2 separate regions of the Hordeum vulgare genome follow, and region 2 is linked to region 1. Evidence: chromatin contacts called from public Hi-C data. All regions are on one chromosome and are shown on one strand. Each heading gives the region's core, a stretch centred on a gene start, on an enhancer-like site or on the middle of the called end of the contact. The rest is flanking DNA. Distances are from core to core; before and after follow the strand shown. Region 1 has its middle 26 kb from the start of LOC123441954. Region 2 holds the start of LOC123444638 (UDP-glycosyltransferase 87A2-like).

Evidence for each region. A called contact is a pair of places that touch in the nucleus more often than the background predicts.
Region 2: a Hi-C map of leaf shows a contact between it and region 1, with 6 times the contacts expected there. The contact joins the promoter of LOC123444638 here to the enhancer-like site in region 1. A contact is called at or near these places in 2 of 6 Hi-C or Micro-C datasets (leaf and seedling).

What each region holds. Positions count from the first base shown.
Region 1 is chr3H:519,196,664-519,203,161 of MorexV3_pseudomolecules_assembly, forward strand. No RefSeq gene overlaps it. Among protein-coding and RNA genes, the nearest start is that of LOC123441954, 26 kb to the right of the region's middle. Within about 2 kb of position 3,743, at least 2 of the 3 cell types and tissues checked have open chromatin away from gene starts, as enhancers often do. A contact at or near this core is called in leaf and seedling, where this site is marked.
Region 2 is chr3H:520,091,255-520,097,752 of MorexV3_pseudomolecules_assembly, forward strand. It overlaps LOC123444638 (UDP-glycosyltransferase 87A2-like), which reads left to right and starts at 4,088. Exons shown (of 2, transcript XM_045121425.1): 1 at 4,088-4,802; 2 at 6,208-6,498. The coding sequence starts at 4,103.

The DNA of each region.
Region 1 (6,498 bases), core at 2,493-4,992:
ATAGGCATAGTTTACATAGGGCCACCAGCCGTGGCGGACCAGATGCATGAGCAGGTAAGATGCACGACCGGCGCATCCAGACGGCCGGCGCCCTAATACCATATACCGAAACGAACAAAATCTCTCCCTAATAATAAAGCAAATTCGGTTTCTGGTCGTCCGTCTTGAAAATTACCTCTAAAGTTTGCATAAATTACCCACCATGCCACCAGTAAGTAATAGAAAACGTTTCATAAAGCGAAATTTTTTAAACTGGGCTGGTCCATGTAAAAACCTCCTATATTACGCTCTGCATGCTGGGAGAATATCCAGCACACCATATGGGCCGGCCCATGCACAGGCGCCTGCTTTTAGTTCCGTTTATTTATTTTCAGTTCCGTTTTATTTTTTTATTTTAAATAATTTAAAACTTTAAATAATCTTTAAAATTTTAATAAACTGAAAATTATAAATCAATATATTTAAAAAATTAAAATGTTTGTGACTTCAAAAACTGTTCGGAGTTTTGTAAAAAATTGCTCGCATATACAATAAAATGTTTGCAATTTTATAAAAATGTTTGTACAATAAGAATAGTCCATGATCTCAAATACAATTCCATGTACTAAAAAGTATTAAATGCATTTAACAAAATGCTTTCTTATTCAAAATATGTCCTAAAATTTTAAAAATAGCTAATGCATGTTTTGATAGTTTCTTTATTTTATTTAAAATTTTCCGTTCAATTTTTGTTTATTTATAATTTAAATAATTTAGAATTACAAAAACTTTTGCATATTAAAAAATAGGAATTTGGATTAAAATGCTGAAGAATTTTTATTTTGAATTAAAAATAGGATTCAAAAAAAGCGCCGAATTTTTATATTTTTTTGCAAATTCCAAAACAATGTCCATGAATTTAATAAATACATTACTGATTTACAAAAATATTTGTTTATTCAGAAAAACTTCATGCATTTCAAAAAATGTTTGTGAATTTAAAATAAAATCCTCCAACATCAAAAATTATGTTCGTCTTTTCTTGAATTGGTGGTCAATTCAAAAGAAAATATTTAAACCCGTTCGAAATATAAAAATATTCAATTTTTAGTAAATGTTTGTAAATTGTAAAAAATGTTCTCGATTTTAAAATCGTTCCCATATTTGTAAAAATGTTCACGAAAGATCTAATGTATGTAGTTAAATATTAATGCTTCTAAGTCTTTGTAACAATATACCTGTGTGAATTTTGAAGAATTAACTGTTGGATGGATCGAATTATTATTGTATGTTTTTTTAAAAAAATTCTTGAAATTCAGAATAAAACTTTGAGTTACCAAGATTTTTGACAACCATGATATATATTTTTTTAAAATGTAAAGATTGCTTCAACTTGTAAATAAATTTAAAAGAAGAAACGTTTTCTTGCGTTTGGGCACAAAATTTCTAAATCAATCGATGATATATGAACACAATGTGATCACCATCATTGAAGATTATGTTTTTTTCTTCCGTGGCAACGCGCGGGCCATTTTGCTAGTCTAGATAAAATGGATATATATTTGAAAGGGAATCGTTTCCCACCCGCGCGCAGGCCGAACCGATGCGCCGGTCGCCCCCTCGCGCGCGTGGACCCATACAACATTTTTGTCATCCGCGTGCTTCGCTTGTCAGTGGATGCAACATTTTTCGTCTAAATATGTTGCAACCAGCTTCATATTTGCTGCAAGCGTTTTTTTACTATTTTTTGCCCCAGTAAAAAAACTGCATATACGTTTGGTTGCAACTCGAGTTCGTCGGATTTTTCGTTACAATCGATGTTTTTTTACTTTTGCTACAACCGTGTTAATTTTTGCTACAAGCGGCATCATGTTTTGCTGTAACCGTTCATTAAAAAAGTTGCATACACGTCACGTAAATATTTGCTACAACCGACGTTTGACTTTTGCTAGCACGCACCATCAGCTTCGTTTTTTTGCTTCTAGATAATTTTTTTGCTACAAATTTTGTTTTTTGTTGCAACCGTTGAAAAAATTGTTGCATCACATTAAAATTTTGCTGCATAGGGGAAAAATGTTGCATGCGGATCCAACGGTGCGGACGATGCGGGATTAGTGGATCCTACGGCTCGCGCGCGGCCGGCCGAAAGTTTGAGCCGGCGCGCCGGCGCAATATCAGTCCCCTATTTGAAATCGTAAGTTGAAGTTAGCCTTACACCGCCCTTCGTTCTGGCCGACGTGATAACGAGATAGGATGCTGGACTCAGGTGTCTTTGAGAAAACTACTGCTCCCTCCGATCAGGGAGTACACGCCATTTCCCTTGGTTGGTACTCCAACCTTTTGTCCGTGGATAATGCGCACGGTTTGGCAGTGTCAAGTCAAGTAGATTTTGTTTGGGTTTCTGTGGTTGGGACAGCATTGTCTTTCGCAATAATGCATGTAGCTTGCACTGGAGGGAAGTTGATGGGAGCATATTACCAAGATAGGGCTTTGTTATTTGTTATTAAGCTGATGATTAAGGTTATTCCTTTTGAAACAAGATGAGCAAAAAAGTACCTTCCGGTGGGCAGGATCCTCCCTATTGGTGGATAAGGGACGGCCATCTGAAGCTGCAGGACTTTTCCTAGCCATCATTATGCATTGTACAAGTTGTACATCGACTTTTGGTGTAACACAAGAGGCTGTCTCTAGTGGTTAGCCGGAGAAAAGTTTGGATTCATCATTTCAAGAAAGGCCGGGCTTTTCGGGCAGACACTGAGATAAGGGCAAAGTGAGCGACCCCTACTGCATACGTACTTCCCTTCGGAGAAAGGCAACATAAACTTTGGGTCCAGAAAGGGACAGCAGAACGGTAAAGAAAATGATCATTTCTTATGGGCGAGCTAACATCATGTAAATCAAACGACATAATTTTGTGTTTTGATCCTTTTCTGAAAGTTGATCCAGGACACAATTTTATGTTTTGATCCTTTTCTAAAATTTGATCCAGATTTGACCTTATTTTGTAAAAATGAGATTTGACTATTTCCTACCACCGGGGTCGTTGGCGATAGGGTATAACAGCCTACCGTCAAGGTCCCTAACGATAGAAAACTTATCCACGTCAGCGCGACGTATCCCTACCGCCAAATATGCTGACGGTAGCCTGTACAGCCCTACCGTCAAGGTGTCCGGCGATAGGTGTGAACACACATTGTGTCCGATACTTAATTTTTTTACGATAAGGCGTGCAAACATATCAGCAGGGTTATTGACAGCGTTGTTATACCCGTTCTGGATCAACTTTAAAAAAAAAATCAAAACACGAAATTTAGCCACACCGATTTTCATAAAACTGGTATGAAAAATCCCGGAATGGGGCGGCCCATGCACATGACAAGGTGCCTAGGGGTAGACGATTTGTCGCTATTCCCCGACCTACGAGGGGAATAGGATCTAGCTACTCGAAACTAGAGATGGTCCTTCGTCAAGCCTCAAAGAGTTCCACGCTAAAAAGAAATCCACAACAATTGAACTAACTATTTTAGTCAAAACTAAAATAACCAAAAAATATATGTCCATCATACGAACTCAGGACCGGCTTTACAAAATTCTGAAAAATGTTCAGAATGGGAACATTTCGTGCTGAACTTCAAAAAATGATGAATTTGGGATTTTAGTCTTTAACTGGACCAAAAATCTTTCCAGCCCAATGAGCAGCCTGCCCAATGAAACTGCCACCCTACTACCTAGTGGGCGATTCCTATTTGACACTCGTATGCGTTAAAATTGCGGACCTCCTCTGAAGCTTCGCCTCGCGATGCCCTTTTATGCGTCGGCCCAATGTTGTTTCGCTGGTCCTTTGCTGCTTCTTTACTCTCTGTTTCTTTTCTGTCATTTTATTTTTCTTTTCCTTTTTTCTTTTCTTTTTATTTTTCTTTTTGTTTTCTTTTTCTTTTTCTTTTTTATTTTGTTTTCCTTTTTTATGTTTCCATTTATTTTCTTCTCCTTCTTTACTTTCTATATTATGTTATTTTACTTTTCCTATATTATACAAAATATTCTGTGTTATACAAATGGTCATAGTATGTTAAGTAAATGTTCACAGTATTTTACAAAGTTTGAGCATGCATTATAAAAATCTTCATTGTATAATAGAAATTGGTTGATGAATATTTAAACACTGTGTTTTCAAAAAAATTAAATGTATGTTACAAAGATGTTTACTGTGTATTCCAAAATTCTCAAAGCATATTAAAAAATGTTCAGTATGTATTAGAAAATGTTCAACGCATATATTCATATATTTTACAAAAATATTCATCGTATATTACAAAAATGTTCAGTGTGTATTCGAAATTGTTGAACGCATATTACAAAATCTTCAATGTGTATTAAAAAATGTTCAACACATATACTCATATTGTTTTCAAAATGTTCATCATATATTACAAAAATGTCAATACATTTTAAAAAATTTTCAGCATATATCACAAAAAAGTTCACTGTGTATTTCGAAATTGTTTATCATATATCTCAAAAGTGTCAATGTGTATTTAAAAATCATTCATCTTATGTATAAAATCAGTAAATTTTTGTTTTTGTTTCAATAATTATTCACCTTTTAAAAGTTAGTTTGAGTTTCGAAATTTGTTCAGGAAGACATTATTAATTTTTACGTAGTCCATCAAAATCAGCTCCGCTTCACCAAATTCACTTTAGAGCAGTTTTATATAGAAGTTGCAACCATTTCAAGAGAATGTTTGGCTCTCATTTAGCTCCAGCTTCACGGATGGAAAATTTGGTAAAAATGATCTATTTGATTGGATGAGAGATAAGAAACGAAGGGGTATCCACTTACTGATGACAGTGGTGGGTAATTTTCTTCCAACTCCAGCTTCTATAATTTAATGAAGCACTTCCTAGGAAGCTTCACAAAAAACAAGAAGTTGGACCCGAGATTCTAGTTTTTTTACAGAGCGGTATATCATGAAGCTATCCCGTTTGGCTTACGTTTTCTAGAACGCAGCTGAATTTTCTGGAACAAAGCAGTCCCAAACATGGATCTGCCTTCGCGCATAGTACTAGAAGCCAGCCATGTATTTGCGTTGGCTACGCGAGTATCCAGCGGAAGGTCGCGGGCTCGATTCCAACTAGCTTCACTATTTTTTGTTTGTTACACTTTTTTTACGTTCCTCATGGCCTGGTAATGGACCGTCTGTTTGTGTGCGAGCCCTGCACGGAAGCTCTCTACCTAGTGATGACTTTGTCTAAAAAAGGCTACTGATGATTTTGCAGTAATTCCTATTTGTAGCTCGCCCCGAAAATATGCTGAGGGCGCGTTTGGATTGTCGGTTCGGTTCAAATACAGGTGTATAATTGCTACAGACGTCGAACGGTCATTTTTATTTCGGACAGAAACCACACTACGATTGGTAATATATATATATATATATATATATATATATATATATATATATATATATATATATATATATATATATATATATATATATATATATATATATATATAGACTAAATTCGGATTTATAAGACACGCAAATGCGAGTGAGCAAGGTATCGGTATGGCCCAGTTAAATTCCAGTTTTAGCAAGGTTCCGGATCTGTTTTTTCCTTTGTATTATGAAGGTTCTAGATCGGATTTTTTTGTGTTGTTGTTGTTTTATCCACTGGCTATTATCCATTTCTTATCTTTCTATTATTTTTTATTTTCTATTTTTTGGTTTTGTTTTCCTTAAAAAGTTTTCTAAAACACATATATCAAAAAACATATGCACAATTTTATAAATTTTCATGTTTATAAAATCACATTTAAAATCTAAATTTATTTTTTGATAGTACAAAAATCATAAAACTTCTAGAAAATTTAACGATTTTCTTAAAAATATCTACACATTTCAAAGATCCTTAAAACAAATATAATTTTACGGTTATTTACAAATGAATGAAAAACCAAAGTGAAGCCTGTAGATAGAAAGTGGTAAAAACAAAACAGAAAGAAAAATACTTGTTATGCTGCAATCCTAAGAGCATCTTCAATAGCCTTTGTATATTGGATTGCTAAAAACTTGTTATAACAAGAGAAAAAAGAAGGTTTACCAAAACAAACATATTTTTTCTTTGGTAGCCTTTGTATATTGGATTGGTATATTTGCACAAAACACACAATGACATGTGGGGACAGTTTATCATAAACACATTGCACACTAGCATTCGTACATGTATATGTATACTAGCACAACTCGCGTACACGTACACTTACAGACATGCAACACACACACGTATACACATGCAGCACACACACGGACATACACGTACACATGCATCACACACGCGTACACGTACATGTACACACGCGCACACACACTAATTCACGGATCCATTTGTCATTGAGACAAAGTGGGGCTTTAGGAGGCTTGCTAAAAATTTACAAAGTGGCCTTTGACTTAACAAATATGCAAAGTGTTGGTGCAAATATAGAAAGCTTTGTAAAAAAATTGGTGAGGGACCACTTATACA
Region 2 (6,498 bases), core at 2,838-5,337, 890 kb after region 1:
TGATCGCCGTGATCAGTGTGTCAAATCCTCGCTTGTCCGCCCTGTGGAAGCTACCTCTCTCTCTTAGCCACCACTCTAGCGTAGTTTCGACCGAGGATGGAGTCTTGAATATAGATTTGCAGTGTATCCTAGACCGTGTACCAAACCTCCCGAGCAAATGGGCACCTAGTGAGAATGTGCTTGACATTGTCTTCATCTTGCAAGCACGTATAGCACCGTGAGGGGGCATCCTGCAGTCCATGACGGGATCTCTGGTCAGATATCCATATCCGGTATTGCAGGGCCAACCAGACAAAAATCTTGCATTTGAGAGGTGTCCAACTCCTCCATATGCACTTAGCAATGGGTGGACGCGGCAGATTGGCACAAAGAATGTTGTACACCGAGCGAGCAGAGTATTGCCCCGAGGCAAACGAGGTCCAGGTGAAGACGTCTGGTGCCTCCGTGTTCTTGGTCACCATGGAAATTGCGTGACACAGGTGCATGCACTGCATCTGAGCCGTGAAGGAAGTCTCAGGCTGGGAGTCTGTCACCCATCTACTGTCAAGGAGTGCCTGCTGCACCGTGCGCGAATTGGCCACTCTGGTGTGCACCGTAGCAAGTATCAAAGGTGCAATGTCCTTCACGGTAAAATCGTTGATCCATCGATCGCGCCAGAAAAGAACTCTGTCTCCCCTTCATGTCTCTATGCGTACCAAAGTGTCAAACACCATACGGGCCTCCGGGTCTTCTGCCAAAGTCCCTGCCACGACCTCTTGGGTTCCGTCCTTTTAAGCCATTCCCATCGGACGCGCAGCGCTAGGGATTGATGTTTCATGTTCTAGATCCCCAGCCCACCATGGCACTTGGGCCGACAGATGGTGTCCCAAGCGACGAGGCATTGTCCACCATTTACCTTGTCCTTGCCCGCCCAGAAGAAGGATCACATCCACTTGTTGATTTCCTCGAGCACCCAGACACGCGCGTCCATTACCATTAGATGATGTATAGGTATCGCGGAAATGATAGATTGCCCCAGTATTAGCCGTCCGGGCCGCTGAATCAAACCTCTTTGCCAAGCCGGAACACAGTTCCTCACCTGATCGAGAAGAGGTTGCCAGCCAACCCTGGTCAGGTTCTTGGTGGCAAGCGGGGGTCCAAGATACTTGCAAGGGAACTCCGCGAGGTCACAATGAAGCAAGGCGGACACCCTCATTTGGTCCTCCGGCTCCCCTCTGATCATGATCGTAGAAGACTTCTCGTAGTTGACCCATAGCCAAGCATCAAGGGTGGCTTTGACCAAGTTCAAGTCCTGAGTAGATGGCTTGATGAACAGTGCCACATCGTCCGCGTATACCGAAATTCTCTGCATATCTGTTATCCCCGAGAAGTTGCTGGGCACTCCCAGCTCCAGGGCCTTGTTCACCAATGCTGATAGCACATCCATTGCTATGACGAATAACGGGGGTGAGATGGGATCGCCTTGAGGTAGGCCGCACGCATGTCCAAAGCTCTTGCTAGGTACTCCATTCACTATGACCTTGGTCGTCGTGGTCCGGAGCAAGATCGCTATCCAATTATTCCATCCAGCACCCAAGCCCTTGGCATTCATGACCTCAAATAGGAAAGGCCAAGATAGATAGTCAAACGCCCGTGAGATGTCAAGCTTGAGGAACACCCAAGGTACTTTTCGCGCGTGTATTCTCCTCGCCACATGCCGAACTAGCAGGAAGTTGTCGTGTATGTGTCTTCCCTTGATGAAAGCTGGTTGGTTGTTTCCAACGATCTCCTTCATGCGCCTCCGTAGCCGGTTTTCCAACACCTTTGCAAACAGCTTTGGGATGTTGTGAGGTAAGCTTATGGGGTGGTAGTCACCAATCTCTTCAGCATCTGGCTTCTTGGGGATAAGGACAATGTGCGCCTGGTTTAGCTTCGTAAATCTGCGGCCGTCGCCACCATGTAGCTTGAGGATGACCGCCATCACATCGCTCTTGATGATGGGCCATGCTCTCTGATAGAATGCACCAATGAAGCCTCCCGGACCCGCAGCCCCTGATCATCTCTTCGAGGTCGCTCCTTGATCACTCCCCAAACCTCCTCCTCCGAGATCATCTCTTCGAGGTCGCTCAAGATGTGTGACTATATGCCCCAAAACTATAGGTCAAGGGTATGCCTTCTTCCCTGTTCATTGCCGAAGAGGTTGTCATAGGCCTCGAAGAAGGCCTCTTCTTTTAGCTTTTGGTTCGTGATAATCACGTCGTCGCATTTGACGTGTGTGATGAAGTTCTTGGACCTGCGGCCATTAGCGAGTGCTTGAAACAGCTTCGTGTTCGCGTTGCCTTCCTATAGCCATCTCAATCGAGACCTTTGGCGGTCGATGGTGTGTTCCAGGGCGACCAGACCTAGCAGAGCAAGCTTGAAGGTACGTCGTAGCCACAGTTCGGGCCTCTCAAGGACACGCCGCTCCTGCGCAATGTCCAGTCTAAGGATCACCCAGTTTGCCACCCTCATAAGCAACTTCACATCCCCATCTTTCGTTGCCCCCAAGCATGTAAATAGGATGTCGTGTTCCTGAACAGAGCGTCCAGGCAGCTTGTATGGGTCGACAATTACGGGGTCGCATACCTCGACATTGTTTTGTGGTCCACTCGGAAACAATTGTTGTTGACGCCGACTGGAAGCTCGAGGACCTTGGCGGGCGTGTCCACTCGACGGTTCTCTAGCCTCACGCCCGGTGCGACCGAACCCAGGCGGGCTCTCCATAGAACCCGCCATGAAGACCTCCGTTGCAGGATCACAACTCTCGCACTCGGAAGGAACATCAAACTGATCTAACACCGAGTCGAACGCACCGCAAAGTGATTCGGCGGGCTCGATTGCCGCAATCTGCGGAGACGATGCCTTGCGAGCCACCGCGTGTTTCACCCATCGCTGGAGTCGCGAGCGACCGGATCGCTTGTGGCGACGAGCAGCGGGGCGAACAGTCGACACCGGGGTCGATGGTTGCCGAAGGAGAACGCCGCAAGAACTTGCACGGAGGTGCGTTGCCTAGCGGATCGGGAGCGCCTCAACGTCGAGAGGCGCCTCCTGAAGCCACGCTGAGTCATCGGCAACGAAGACGAGCACGCCAAAACGGATCTCGCGGCCCAAGAACGAATCGCCGCCGGAATACATGACGGAAAATGAAAATTGCAAACTTGCCGGAAGTTGCTTAGACGTCTGCACCACGGTGGGCGCCAACTGTCGTGTGAATGAACCTGACAGTGGAGGTGAGGGATATGAAAGGGGAGGGCAGAGTCCTAGCTACGGCAAGCTTGTACGCACGATGTATGAGTTCAGGCCCCTCTCGTGGAGGTAACAACCCTACATCTCAGTGGGTGCGAACCCTTGTGCCAGAGGGGAGGGGTGGCTTATATAGGGTGTGCTACCCCTCATCAAGTCCCACACGACCAAGGGTTCGAGTAATGAAGACAAAGGTGTGCGTTACTGATAACGTACGTAATAAATGTTACTTATGATGACCAGCCGAATGCCTGCCCTTGGCCTCCCTCGAGTGACTTCTGAACTTCTGCGGTCGACTGGCTTCATATTCTTTCTAGTGGAAGTCTTCTGCCGAGTGGAAAATCTCTAAATGGATGCTCTACCGAGTGACTCATAGCGAGTCAGTCGAAATCTTCCTTGAAATCTTTAAGTCCTTAATGTTGTGCACTTGGGTAGGGCCTATAGGTGAGGCCTATGGCCTTATCCTAGATACATATCCCTATCAGGAGGTGGATGTGCTAGGACTGGGGGACGTCGGCCGACTTAAATGGTCGGCTATGGCCTCGGGCGGAGAGCCAGAGCGACGTCACACAACGTTCATACCGTGACAACGAACGAGGCGCCAGTCAGACCTTTGGGTTTCAGAACGAGTCCATGTAAGGCCATGTCGTTAGGCCACGTGACGGACGCGTCCGATCGCACCCGGGCTCCTTTATATCCACACCATATTTAAACTCCATATGAAAGGGTGTCGGTTCGATTGAATTTTTTTTTTACGAACAATGAGTGGCCGGTCAATTTGCGTGGGGTTTGAGATGGATAGAAGGGTTATGGCTGTACATGACCTAACACCACGCTAGAGATGCGGACCGGTGAAAAGAAAAGGAAAAAAATTGTGACATGTGGGCAGAGAAGAGATTCCTCCCGGCCCAAGTTGGCGGTTAAACACGAGCACAGACTCACCGCAGACCGCACGGCGCGCTCAGCACACTCGACAACATCCTCTGCAGCCGCGGCAAACAGAGCCACACAGGCACACACTCGCCACCAGATGGCCGCCGTCGCGGATGAGCCGTGCCGCTGCCACATTGTGGCGGTGCCGTTCCCCGGCCGGGGCCACGTCAACTCCATGATGAACCTGTCCCACCTCCTCGCCGCGCGCGGCGCCGCGGTCACCTTCGTCGTCACCGAGGAGTGGCTCGGCCTGCTCCGCACCTCCGCCCCGCCGCCGCCCGGCGTCCGCCTGCGCGCTATCCCCAACGTCATCCCCTCCGAGCACGGCCGGGCGTCCGACCACGCGGGCTTCCTCGACGCCGTCGCCGCCGAGATGGAGGCGCCCTTCGAGCGCCTTCTCGACCGTCTCCGGGAAGAGGAGGGGGAGGTCGCGGCGCTCCTGGCCGACAGCTACGTGTCCTGGGTCGTGGGCGTCGGCGACCGGAGGGGCGTCCCGGTCTGCTCGCTCTTCCCCATGCCCGCCTCCTTCTTCGCCGCCTACTACCACTTCGACTCCCTCCCGCCGTGCCTCGTCGGGGAGCACGCCGCGGCCGCCGGTGCTACCGCAGGTCAGGTTCCTCCTCCAAGAATTTTTCAAGAAAAAAAAAAGGAAAAAGGGGTCCAAGCATTTCTGATATGCTGATAACGCTCCTGATTACTGGACCATTAACGCTACTGATAGGATAATGATGCTCCCGATTGCTGAACCATCAGCGTTACAGATTGAGGAACCAAACAACATTTCATTCCATTTATTGGCTGTTGCATCTATCATGTGTTGCGTTTGAATGTACTATCTGATTTACATGTTAATGTTCATGAACTAGGGTCCTTGATAACTCTGCCAAAAATATATAACATTTCACTGATTCAAGTGCCATTGTTTGACTGCTCCATTATTTATGTGCACATCCCGACGTATTTCAAGTGACAGGATACGGTGTAGGCAGCTGCATGTGCAAAGGACCGACTGACGCGGAGCGTGGCCAATAAACATTGCCTTGCCAAACATGAAAACCTTTATGCAAATGATCACATGTAACTTTGAAGTGGGCCTGTCTAGGATTTTTTCACTGTTTTAACCTTTTTTCTAAACATGAGCACAAAATGAACCAGATTTGAAAGCATTTCACGATCTGACCCTTTTAGAAACGCCACAAGCCGTGGCGTTGCTGCCCCACTATGCAATGCCTGTCTATCATGGCGTTGCTGCCCTACAGTGACACGCCTGTCTACCGTGGCGTTTTTTTTTTTTGCAACGCCAGTCTAAAGTGGCGTTGCAGACCCACTGTGAAACGCCAACAGTGCTGGCGTTGCTGCCCAACAGTGACACGCCTGTCTACCGTGACGTTTTTTCTTTCTTGCAACGCCAGTCTAATGTGGCGTTGCAGGCCCATTGTGAAACGCCAACAGTGCTGGCGTTGCAGACCCACTATGGAACGCAGCGACGACATCCAGCCAGCCCACGGCATGCTGCCAGCAACATGTGTACTGCTGAAACGCCATGGACCATGGCGTTTCACGCGTGGCCTGCAACGCCACATTAGACTGGCGTTTGAGTGGGTCTGCAACGCCACATTAGACTGGCGTTTGAGTGGGTTTGCAACGCCACATTAGACTGGCGTTTCTATGTGCGTCTGCAACGCCACGGGCTCTGGCGTTTAAAAAAAGGTCAGATCGTGAAATGGTTTCAATCAGAGTTCATTCCGTGCAATACTTTCATCCCATGGGTCAAAATCGTGAAAAAATCTGCCTGTCTATTTGTTTGTAGCACATGCTATCATATTCTACATGCAGGTTTTTTGTTATAGACAGTCCCAAATAGCCAGAACTGAGCATAGATCAAGCTTGAGAAATTGGTATACCATATGTGTTACTTTTTTATAGTCATTATTATAGTGGATATAGTTTGTTCATCTCAATAATAAACATGGCAGCTTGCAGCATTGCTCAGTCATCCTTTCTTTTATGCAGATAAATCTGATCAGAGAGTTGAGCACTATATTTCAGGCTTTGCTTCAAGTTCAGTAACCTTATCTGATCTGGAGCCCTTAATTCACAACAAGAGAACAGTAAACCATGTACTAGCAGCTGTCTCTAGCATTAAGAGCGCGCAATGCCTCCTATTCACCACTATGTACGAGCTCGAAGCCGGTGTCATCAACTCCCTAAGATCAGCACTCCCATGTCCTGTTCTCCCAGTTGGGCCCTGTATTCCCCACATGGCCCTGGAAGACCAGCATTCCAAGTGCAATGGAGAAGTTA